Linked DNA regions of Anas platyrhynchos: region 1 is linked to region 2. The links are chromatin contacts, called in public Hi-C maps. All regions are on one chromosome and are shown on one strand. The core of a region is the stretch at or near the end of the contact, and the rest is flanking DNA. Distances in the headings are between cores, read along the strand shown.

Region 1 (4,898 bases), core at 1,133-3,632, 180 kb before region 2:
GGTTCGGGGTGTAATTCAATGCCATGCTATTGTTTTGTATCTCCAATGCTTTGAGTTTTGTCACTTGAGAAAAGGACTTCATAGTCATCTGCGATGACATCTGCCTAGTCATCTGCTGTCAACATCGTGAGATGGAAGCTGAGGTGGTCAGTGCAAGAGAGATACTGGCATCTGAGCGAACTCATCCAAGTCAGCAATGAGTTACATCGGCAGTACGTCGTGATAAGCAGTAATTGCTACAGAATAATAATAAAAAGTCTCTGGAAAGCACTTTGCCTGGTTGAGCTATTTAGTGCTTTCGTAACATTTCCAGTCTGTCAAAACTTTTCCAAGAAGGATATAAGATTTCATATCCCTTTTCCTTCTAGAAAAAAAAAAAAAAAAGAAAAAAAAAAAGACTTTTTTTTTTTTTTTGCTATTGTTGGCTTCTATAAAAAGCCTAGAAGAAAGAAAAAGAACAAAGACTAGTAAGTAGCATTCACTATGTTATACAGTGACTTCTGCTCCACTCAGAGCACTTTTTTTTAGCTGTAAAGCTCAGACATCGTATAAACTAACTGCAACTACTGTGAGGTGCTTATGGACTTCATGTACCTGCTGACATTAGCAATAACTAATGACAAGAAACCTAAACCCATGTGAATAAAAACTTTGACTGGGGGATGTGTATCAGTACATGTTTAAACAACTGGGTTTCCATATAGTATAAATAAGCGGGTCTTTGATACTGCACTAAATAGGATCAAAGCTCTGTTTACACAGCTCCACCTTCTCACCACTTCCTAGCAGTGTCAGGGAAGGCAGCTATTCTAAACAGATGATTTGTTTCCAGAGCCACCAACATGAGCAGAAATGCAATGCACTGCATTTCTGCACTGCATGAGCAGATATGCACTGCTATTTCTCTGGCAAAAGGGAAACCATTGGTGTATGTTTGGGTTTCCAGTTGCAGTTCCCCTTCTGCTTCTTCCCTTGGAGGCTCTCACCACACTTTTCCACATAACTTCTTATTTGTGCTTTCCATTTTTGTAGCTGGAGCTGTTGCACAAGCTATTCAGCAGTCTTCCTGAGGCCAGCTGAAGTGGCCACTCAGCAGTGCAGTAAGCAGAAACTTGGCAGGGAAAATCTCTTTTTGCGCTGGACCTACTGCTGGGCCTTCTTTGCCTCATATTCCAGGGCAGAATTTCTTCAACATCACTGATTCCCTCTCATAGCAACCCATCCGGATTGGACTCCGTGGGTAGTGACACTGAGTTTTCTATTTTTTCTTCAAACAGCTTTGTCCTAAATTCCTGCAGAGGAAAAGGACATGGGGGTGCTGATTGAAGCTCGCCTGAACATGAGCTGGCAGTGTGCCCAGGTGGCCAAGAAGGCCAACAGCATCCTGGCTTGTGTCAGCAATAGTGTAGTCAGCAGGACCAGGGAGGTGATCATCCCTTTGTACTCTGCCCTGGTGAGGCCGCACCTTGAGTGCTGTGTTCAGCTTTGTGCCCCTCGCTACAAGAAGGACATCGAGGCCCTGGAGCATGTCCAGAGCAGGGCTACGAAGCTGGTGAAGGGCCTGGAGCACAAGTCCTGTGAGGAGCGGCTGAGGGAGCTGGGGGTGTTTGGTCTGGGGAACAGGAGGCTCAGGGGAGACCTCATTGCTCTCTGCAGCTACCTGAAAGGAAGGGGTGGGGAGCTGGGGGTCGACCAGTGACAGGACCAGAGGGAATGGCCTCAAGTTGTGCCAGGGGAGGTTCAGGTTGGCAATGAGGAGACATTTCTGCTCAGAAAGAGCAGTCAGGCACTGGGACGGGTTGCCCAGGGAGGTGGTGGAGTCACCGTCCCTGGGGGTGTTCAAGGAGGGGTTGGACGTGGTGCTTGGGGACATGGTTTAGTGGTGACACTGGTGGTAGGGGGAATGGTTGGACCAGGTGATCCTGGAGGGCTTTTCCACCCCTAATGGTTCTGTGGCTTTATGACACTGGCTACCCCCAAAGATAGGCTGACACTTCTAGCGGGCTCTACCCTACTGCTCCATGCTGCAGATCAGCCAGCTCCTCGCTCATGGCACGAAGCCCCAGCTGCCTCATGACCCTGCGCACGGCCAGGAAAGCAAGTAAAATTGAGGAGAAGCGGAAGCCATTTCCTGGCAGCAGCTCCGAGCAACAAAAGGTCCCCCTCGGGAGGGGAGGGGAGGGGGGGGGCGTTCGCCAACCTTCCTTTTCCCGCATCCTCCCCAACCTCCCTCCCGCCCCGCAGGCACAAACACACAGGGAGCCGTACACAGATATAAAATATCAACTTTAATCACACATTAGAGCGGGGGGCGGCGAGGAGGAGCCGCGGGGGCGCCGCCCCCCGGGCTGAGCGGACAAGATGGAGGGGGAGCGGGGAGGGGAGGGCGCGTCACGTGATGCAGTGGGGCTGGGGCAGCGCTCGGCGGCGGCCGCGCTCCGCTGCGCGCTGCCGGGCGGCGGCGCCGGTAACGGCTCCGGTAACGGCCCCAACGGCCCTAACGGCTCCAACGGCCGCGGTTGTGGCGAGCGGAGGAGGCGGAGGGGCCGCGAGGGGGCTGGCGAGGGATGCGGCAGCCCGGTGAGCTGTGCCCTGAGGGGCCGGGAGGCGGTGTGGGACCGCGGGGCGAGGGGGCGGGCAGGGCAGGGCTGCCTCAGCCCGGCTCGGCTCCCTCAGAGCCATCACCTCGGTTGGGTTTCCGGAGCGCTGTTTGTGTCTCCATCCTTCTCATCCGCTTCCTGAGGAGAGCTGGCGTGCTGGGATAACCGGGGCTCAACCCCTTCCCCCCCCCCCCCTCCCCGGGTTTATATAATAATTAATCTCTTCAGACGTTGCTACGGTGCTAAAGGCAAAAGGAGTCCTCGCTTTCTCATCCTAAAGGGGTTGTCGGTGCTCCGATTTAGCCTAAATGACCTGTTTTGGGAAGCATGCTGCAGCCTGCTGACAGGAGGTAAAGCGGCCCTGCCTCAGCGCCTGGGGACAGGGCTAGGAGAGAGGCACTGCCAATGGAAGCGGGTTTGGAGCACGAAGTTGGTCAGGAAAATTAATATTGAGGAGAGGCAGGAAGCCTTTGGAGCCTTGGGATGTGTGTTTTCCTCTGAACGTTTATTTCTGTGTGCATCATATTGAAATGCAGCTGGTTTTCCTAAATGTACAGAGTGAATGGCTTCAGTAAGTTGCAGTAATGGCTCAGCTCCTTATTTAAAAAAAAAAAGCATGTTGTGGCTATAATTGTACTTTTGTTAAGGTGGTTGGATGGCTGTCATCCTTCTACAGTGGTTTGTTTGTTTGTTTCGTGTGGTTAAAGCAATCTGATATTCAACAGAGCTCACCTGTGTGCTGATTTTTTGCATGTTATCTCCTTCCAGCCAGCCGCTCAGAGCAAACAGGAGGAGTGCTTCGCAGAGCTTGCATTAGGATGTTTGTCTTTCCCTGTATTGCGCATAAAAGGCATCTAAAAATAAATCACCAGCATGAGGAGGTTTGGGCATATTGTCATAAGAATCTTGCCTTATGTAAGGTCTTAGGAAAGTAAGTTGAGGCACATGATTTCAGGGAATGTAATGTCTTTTTGTTGGCAGGGAGAAAGTCACTTCGTTTCTGCATCTGATTAACATCAGTAGTTATGCATTGTTTCCCTGTTCTTTCTCAATACTGAAATACGAGATCTTTTTTCTTTTTTTTTTTTTTTTTTTTTTTTAAAAAAAAAAAGGGCAAATGGGAGAAAGCATAGGGAAGACTGCCTTTATGTCTGGGATTTGATTGTTTCTTAATTGAGGTGTACTTGAAAAGATCAGTGGACTTAATCCTTTTTTTTTTTGTTTTTCTTGAACTAGACATTCCAGCTTTTGTGTTCGCGCTGCAGTTTGATTCCTGTAGACCAGGAGGGGAAATGAAGGCCTGAGCCTGCGATTTCTTTCTACGCAGGAATTAAGTCTGCCCAGCTAAAATCAGCTGCAAAATTGGAGCTAGAGGAAAGAATGAAACAAACGTACAATTATCTTCAAATAATCTTTACCATAAGGGGATGAGTAGCTAACTCGAGTTTTTTGTTGCAATGACAACTGGTTCTGTTTTCCCGGTAGGACATTTTTGCTAGGTTACTGTTCTTTCCAGTATGGGTTTGTTTAGCTGAACTTTGTAAAACTTTGTCTAACACCATTTAAAAAAAACAACAAAACACTTCATAAACATTGTCTTCTGTTTTTTGTTTGGTTGTTTTTTGTTTTCTTTTTCAGGCAGGGATTTGTGCGTGCACGCATGTACTGCTCAGAATCAGCCTGCACATTGTTTCTTTAGAAAGCAGCCCAGTGAGATGCTGAATGCATAGGCAGCAGTTTAGCGTAGAATATTTGAAGGGCTTCTGTTTCTGAAAGCATGGGGCTTTTTTGTTCTGAGCGGACCTAGATTCCCACCCTCCCCTCCCCCAATGCTGCTGATGCCTTGGAGTTAAATTTCTTTTCCACACTGCGTGGTCAGTTCAGTTTCCTTCTCTGCAAGTCATCCTTTCTTGCTTATTTTTAGCATCTCTGAAATTCAAACAAACATCTTTGTTTCTGTTCCTGTTTGTATACTGATATTGTTGGGTAATTTCAAAGATGTCAAAGTAGTTAGAGGAGGTGGTGTTGACACAAGCTCCCTCTGCTGGTTGCTTCTGCGGTAGTGAGCTACAAACATGAGGTAAAGCCATGGGGTGTATTGGTTAGCACTGGCTCATGCAGTAGAAGTGAAAAGACGTTTAAGAGCAGTGGTACAGAGTGTTTCACAGAGCAATTACCTGCCCCGGAGCACCAAGTTTAAGTTTGATGTCTATACTTACAAGGCTTTTAATTGCAAAGTTCTCAGGAATATGAATTTTAAGCTAGGTGTTGATGTATACAGATATTCCTTAGAAATGC
Region 2 (4,750 bases), core at 1,798-4,297:
CTATGTGTAGCAGCGATATACTAATACCTATTCAACATCAAACCATGAAGACGTGAAAGTGTATGTGGGAAGATCCCAAAATACACTTCGCTTCCCTGGCAGCAATCTATGCAAATTGTTATGTGCTTCAGGTATGCTCTGAAGCACCAGTTCCTATAGTGATTCAGAAAATAACAGAATAATAGTCTTATTCAATATTAAGTTAATTCAATATGAAGTTATTAAGTTACTTTAAGAGTCGGCAATATGAAAGTCTTATCACAGAACAAATGCAGCAGACCGTACACCAGTCAGTCCCTGAACTTTCAACCTTATCTGATGACTCTCAGATAAACCTCCAAGGGATAAACCTTCTGTAACAAGTTACAGCAAAAGATCTACCGAGAAACAGAGGGATGCCAAAGTCAGTAAATGGGTACAAAGCACAGATGGTGTGACATGTATCCATCTAGACTCTAAAAAACTGTTCTCAGCTGGCATTTATTTAGAAATTTGCTGTTCCTGCGTCAGATCTGAAGAAACGCAGGCTTGAGAGCTTGTCTAGTTTTTTTTTAAACTGTATGAAACTAACGTCAAAGATGCAACTTTGAAAGCAAGACATCATCTAAGTGAGCACCAGGAAGTCCTGAAAACAAAATTCCTCATGTGTCTTGAACAACAGAACCAGTCAAATATCTCGTGTGTCCAAATCTGGCTTCCCTGAAAAATCACAGTATGAAGATACCTCGCCGTCCCTTTCTCTCTGACCCATTTCTCCTGAGAAGCCGGAATAACACTTTTTTTGCCAAAAGTCACAAGCAAGAAAATCTCTGCAATTAAGACAGTATGATACATATGCTGTATCTACTTAAAAATAAAAATAAAAATCCAGCGTTACAGTTAGGCTAAGAAAGCATGAAGAGAAGCTAGACACACTAAACCTGTCTACTCACAGCCAACTATTGAAGCAGCCAACTCACATGCAGATGCAAGGGAAGGGGTGGAGAAAAACACCTTGAAAAGCCTTCATCTCTTTACTTGATTGAATCACTCCGAAACACATTGAAACCAACTAAATGAGCTCCAGTAATTCCCACCTTTGAACCTCTCTTAACGTTTCACTTTGGAGTACAACAATACTCTATCTTTTAAATGGATTTTACTTTTCCAGATTTGTTTAGCCACGGTTTCATGTTTGGTTAGAACCAAATTTAAAAATTGGAGTAACTCTAAGAGAGAATATCCATTCTTGCTGGCAAAATCATTTAGGCAAAATTCAGTCTGCAGATACAGAAGGTTCTCAACATATTTCATAAGGAGTAAGTTGTCACCCTATCCTAGTAAATATTATTTCAGGAGACTTAAGTAATACCATAAAGCCAACATAATGCATTGTGATATGGCTATGAAATACAGATTTAAAAATCTATTCAGCGCAATTATTTTAAAAAGGGTATTTAACTGATGACTGTCTTCCACCAGCTTACACCATAGAGGTGTATAATACGTGTGGATACTCCTAGGGGGTACGTTTACACTCAGAAGTAACCAGGGAACAGGAAGAGAACTTGAACTCTGGCCCCTGCTTAACTCTCAGCTCACTCCCTGTCTGCTTTTGTCCAATTACATCTCATCAAAGACAAGTCCAGGAGAAACTCAGAGAATGGTTCAATCCAGAAACATCTTCCAGAAGGCAGCAACATAAGAAAGACTGTGTTGGAGCACTCTGAAAGTCAGCCTATCTCACTACAGTGTCCTCAGCCAGTGACCCAAAGCAGGAGCCTAAGGGAAGACACAAAGAACAGGTACTACGTGCAACACATGCCCTGGGTGCTCTCCAAAGCCTCCCAACATGTCTCAGAGACCTCCTGAGCCAGCTGTAGTTTTCATGGACTTAGCCTGCAGAAGACTTCTTCTATCCAGCATGAATTACATCCTCAGGTCTGGCTCCCTATTTTTAAACTGTCCTTCAACACTGTCGAGGCAGGCATTGTTCCCTCAAACACTCCTTTGTGCCAGCTGAAGGACAGATAACACGCGTTTCATGCTATAAAAACACCACTCCAGTGAGCAGCACAACGCTCAAAATATCTCAAACACAAACAAAAAATAGTAATTTTATGCTCATGGCTAAAGAAGCCTTGCTTTTATGCCACATGGGATGTAAATGTCCAATAGCGTGGACACAGGCAGTCTATTCTAGAGGTACTGAGCCCTAGCAGTAAGAATATTAGCCAGCTTTATCGCTTCACCTGAAGACCAAGAAGCACTCCCAAGAGCTAACGCATCCAGTAGTGTAAGCCCAACCTGAGAAACTGTTCATTTTTATTTATTTATTTATTTTTGAGTTCTTACTTATATCCTCTACTGACAACAGATGCCATTCATTCACAAATCAAAACCAAAGTTTGGTGCTTTACAACTCCTGCAAAGTAGCACTTCTAAAAATAATGACCACGTGTCCTAAACATTCATAATAAGTTCTACATGCTCAGAAAAAAAAATATCAATGGTATTGTGTCATATTCTGTCCATTTCCCACAGTAACATGAGACTAACAGACCCCTCAGGTAAAGGGACATATGCAGAAAATGGACATGGCAAAGAGCACAGTGTAGATATACCTACAGGATGCAGAGCGGGTTCTGCTGCACCTACCTCCTGCTCCAGCAGAGTTACTGCATTCTCTTTATGCTGTCGTTACTACAGCTCTAAATTTAAGGAGGGCTGATCAAGCCCTGGTAAACTGCTACACTGGCTGCAAGAACTGCCTTAGGTCTGGCATCATGTCAGACCTCACTGGCACCCAGAGCAGCAGACAGCGTGGTCCAAGTTACCCTCTGGCCAACCAACAGCAGCACCCCTGCAGCATTTACCAAACCATTCAGTTCTGGCCCACTGGCAGGGTTGCTTGTCTTTCAGCATGACCCCCATTCTGCGTGTTAGCAGAAGTGCTTATTACATCAGACACAAAAGCCACAACGCTTCGCCAGAACTTCCATTACAGCTCAGAGCAGTAGGAAGCCAGCCCAAGGTAGCAACCTTCAGTGGAGCTCAGCGTGAGGCTACGAAGGCTGAAGCTAAAAATCAGCACGGCCTGAGCTGATTTCACCTGAGAGCAGCGGGGCTGCCTGTGCCACGCTCGCACTCCCCCTTTAGGTACAAAAAGGCATCATGTACACAGGTTAGAGCAGGCTGTTCGGGAAATTAAGCTAAATTTGGCAGAAGCAGCTGTGCTATCTGCAGGTGACAGCTGCTCATAAGAGGGGCTGAGATGTGTAGCATTTATATGCTAAGTATTCACACGTGTAGTGGCTGTAGCCAGAATAATGCCTGAACAAAACTGATTGTGCCAGGACTCATTGAACAGCTGAGGTTAGAAAGGATCTCTGGAGGTCTCCTTGTCCAGCCTCCCTTGCTCAAGCAGGGTCAAGTGATTCGCAGTGCAAATGTGATCTGCAACATGAATAATCCAATCACATATGGTAAAGTAACTATGTAAATGATCAGAAGTCTTGTTTCTTTAAATGCCATCATATGCTTTTCCTAAGCAAGCACACATATGCATGCAAATGCATTCCATAGTTATGGATACAACAGTAATATTTACCTCATCCCCATGTCATTTTTGGCTGCTAGCCTAAAGGTGTACCCCATTGCTGGTGATAGTTTAGTAATTCTATACTGCTTCTGTTGGCCATAATAACACTGGCAAAACTCTCCATTTCCTTTTCCCTAAAAAGGAATAAATTAATCACATTATTCACCCTATTAAATATGTGTCCATCAATTAAAGTAACACACAAATGTGAAGTAAATTCATTTTTGAAGTGTAACATAACTCAAGAAACCCTCCCATAGTGAGGTTTTACATAAGACATACATGTATTGAATTAGAGGCTTTTAAAATTCCTTTCTACTTCCCATCCCCAAAGGGCTAGAAGGAAAAAGCAGTACAGTGTCTACAGCTCTGCCATCTCCCTCTTGGAATAGCTGTCTGGCTAGGACTGGAACACGTTTATGGGAACATTGCTGGCACACCCCTTTTATACAATAAAAGGAACACCGTTATAGGAAAATGATCTATCTCAATGCTCTTGAGAGAAGTATTGGTGAAAAGCCACTATTATGGGTGGCAGAATCACATAACTAAGAAATATTTGATACGTTATACAACCTAAGAAAAAATTAGGGCGATAATCATGTTTTCACACTTGCTTTCAGAAATTATGTAGTTGTCACTTGCCTCTCTCTACACAAGTCATAATTTTGATACAACTCGATGTGTATAGTCACACACAACTACTTTTGAAAACCACAAAATGAAAAATAGAAGAGAGTAACTTGCTTACTTCATCCCACTCTAATAGGTAACTGTGGATTTTAGAACCATTATCGCATGATGCCTGCAACAAGAAAAAAGGGATATTAGAGCTCTAACTAGATACAAGATCAGTTAAGGAAAGATGCATGCATGGATCAAGTCATGACAAGACCAGTGAAGGGCAAATGATGCTGCCCTTACATGACTGTTGCACTTGCCAAGACAGTCCTAATTCTGTTTCTATCCAGTGAATGCTTGTATCTATTTTTGTTTTCATTTAGACCTTGAGAAAGTATTCTGGCAGCAATGTAAAATATGACAGATTTTTTCTCAGCACTAAGATTGCAGATCTGTTCAAATCTGTCTTTCCAGACCACTTAGTTTGCTTTGCACAAATAAGCCTATGCTCAATAAGGGAGAAAGAAATTGGTTCTACAGTCCAGGAGG

Evidence for each region. A called contact is a pair of places that touch in the nucleus more often than the background predicts.
Region 1: a Hi-C map of skeletal muscle shows a contact between it and region 2, with 3 times the contacts expected there. The contact joins the promoter of RCBTB1 here to the enhancer-like site in region 2. A contact is called at or near these places in 2 of 8 Hi-C or Micro-C datasets (skeletal muscle and subcutaneous adipose tissue).

The regions. Positions count from the first base shown.
Region 1 is chr1:178,660,398-178,665,295 of IASCAAS_PekinDuck_T2T, reverse strand. It overlaps RCBTB1 (RCC1 and BTB domain containing protein 1), which reads left to right and starts at 2,382. Exons shown (of 15, transcript XR_011806435.1): 1 at 2,382-2,580.
Region 2 is chr1:178,479,033-178,483,782 of IASCAAS_PekinDuck_T2T, reverse strand. It overlaps FNDC3A (fibronectin type III domain containing 3A), which reads right to left. Exons shown (of 26, transcript XM_038173524.2): 11 at 4,332-4,385; 12 at 3,590-3,714. Among named protein-coding and RNA genes, the nearest start is that of MLNR, 27 kb to the left of the region's middle. Within about 2 kb of position 3,047, at least 4 of the 8 cell types and tissues checked have an H3K27ac peak or open chromatin away from gene starts, as enhancers often do.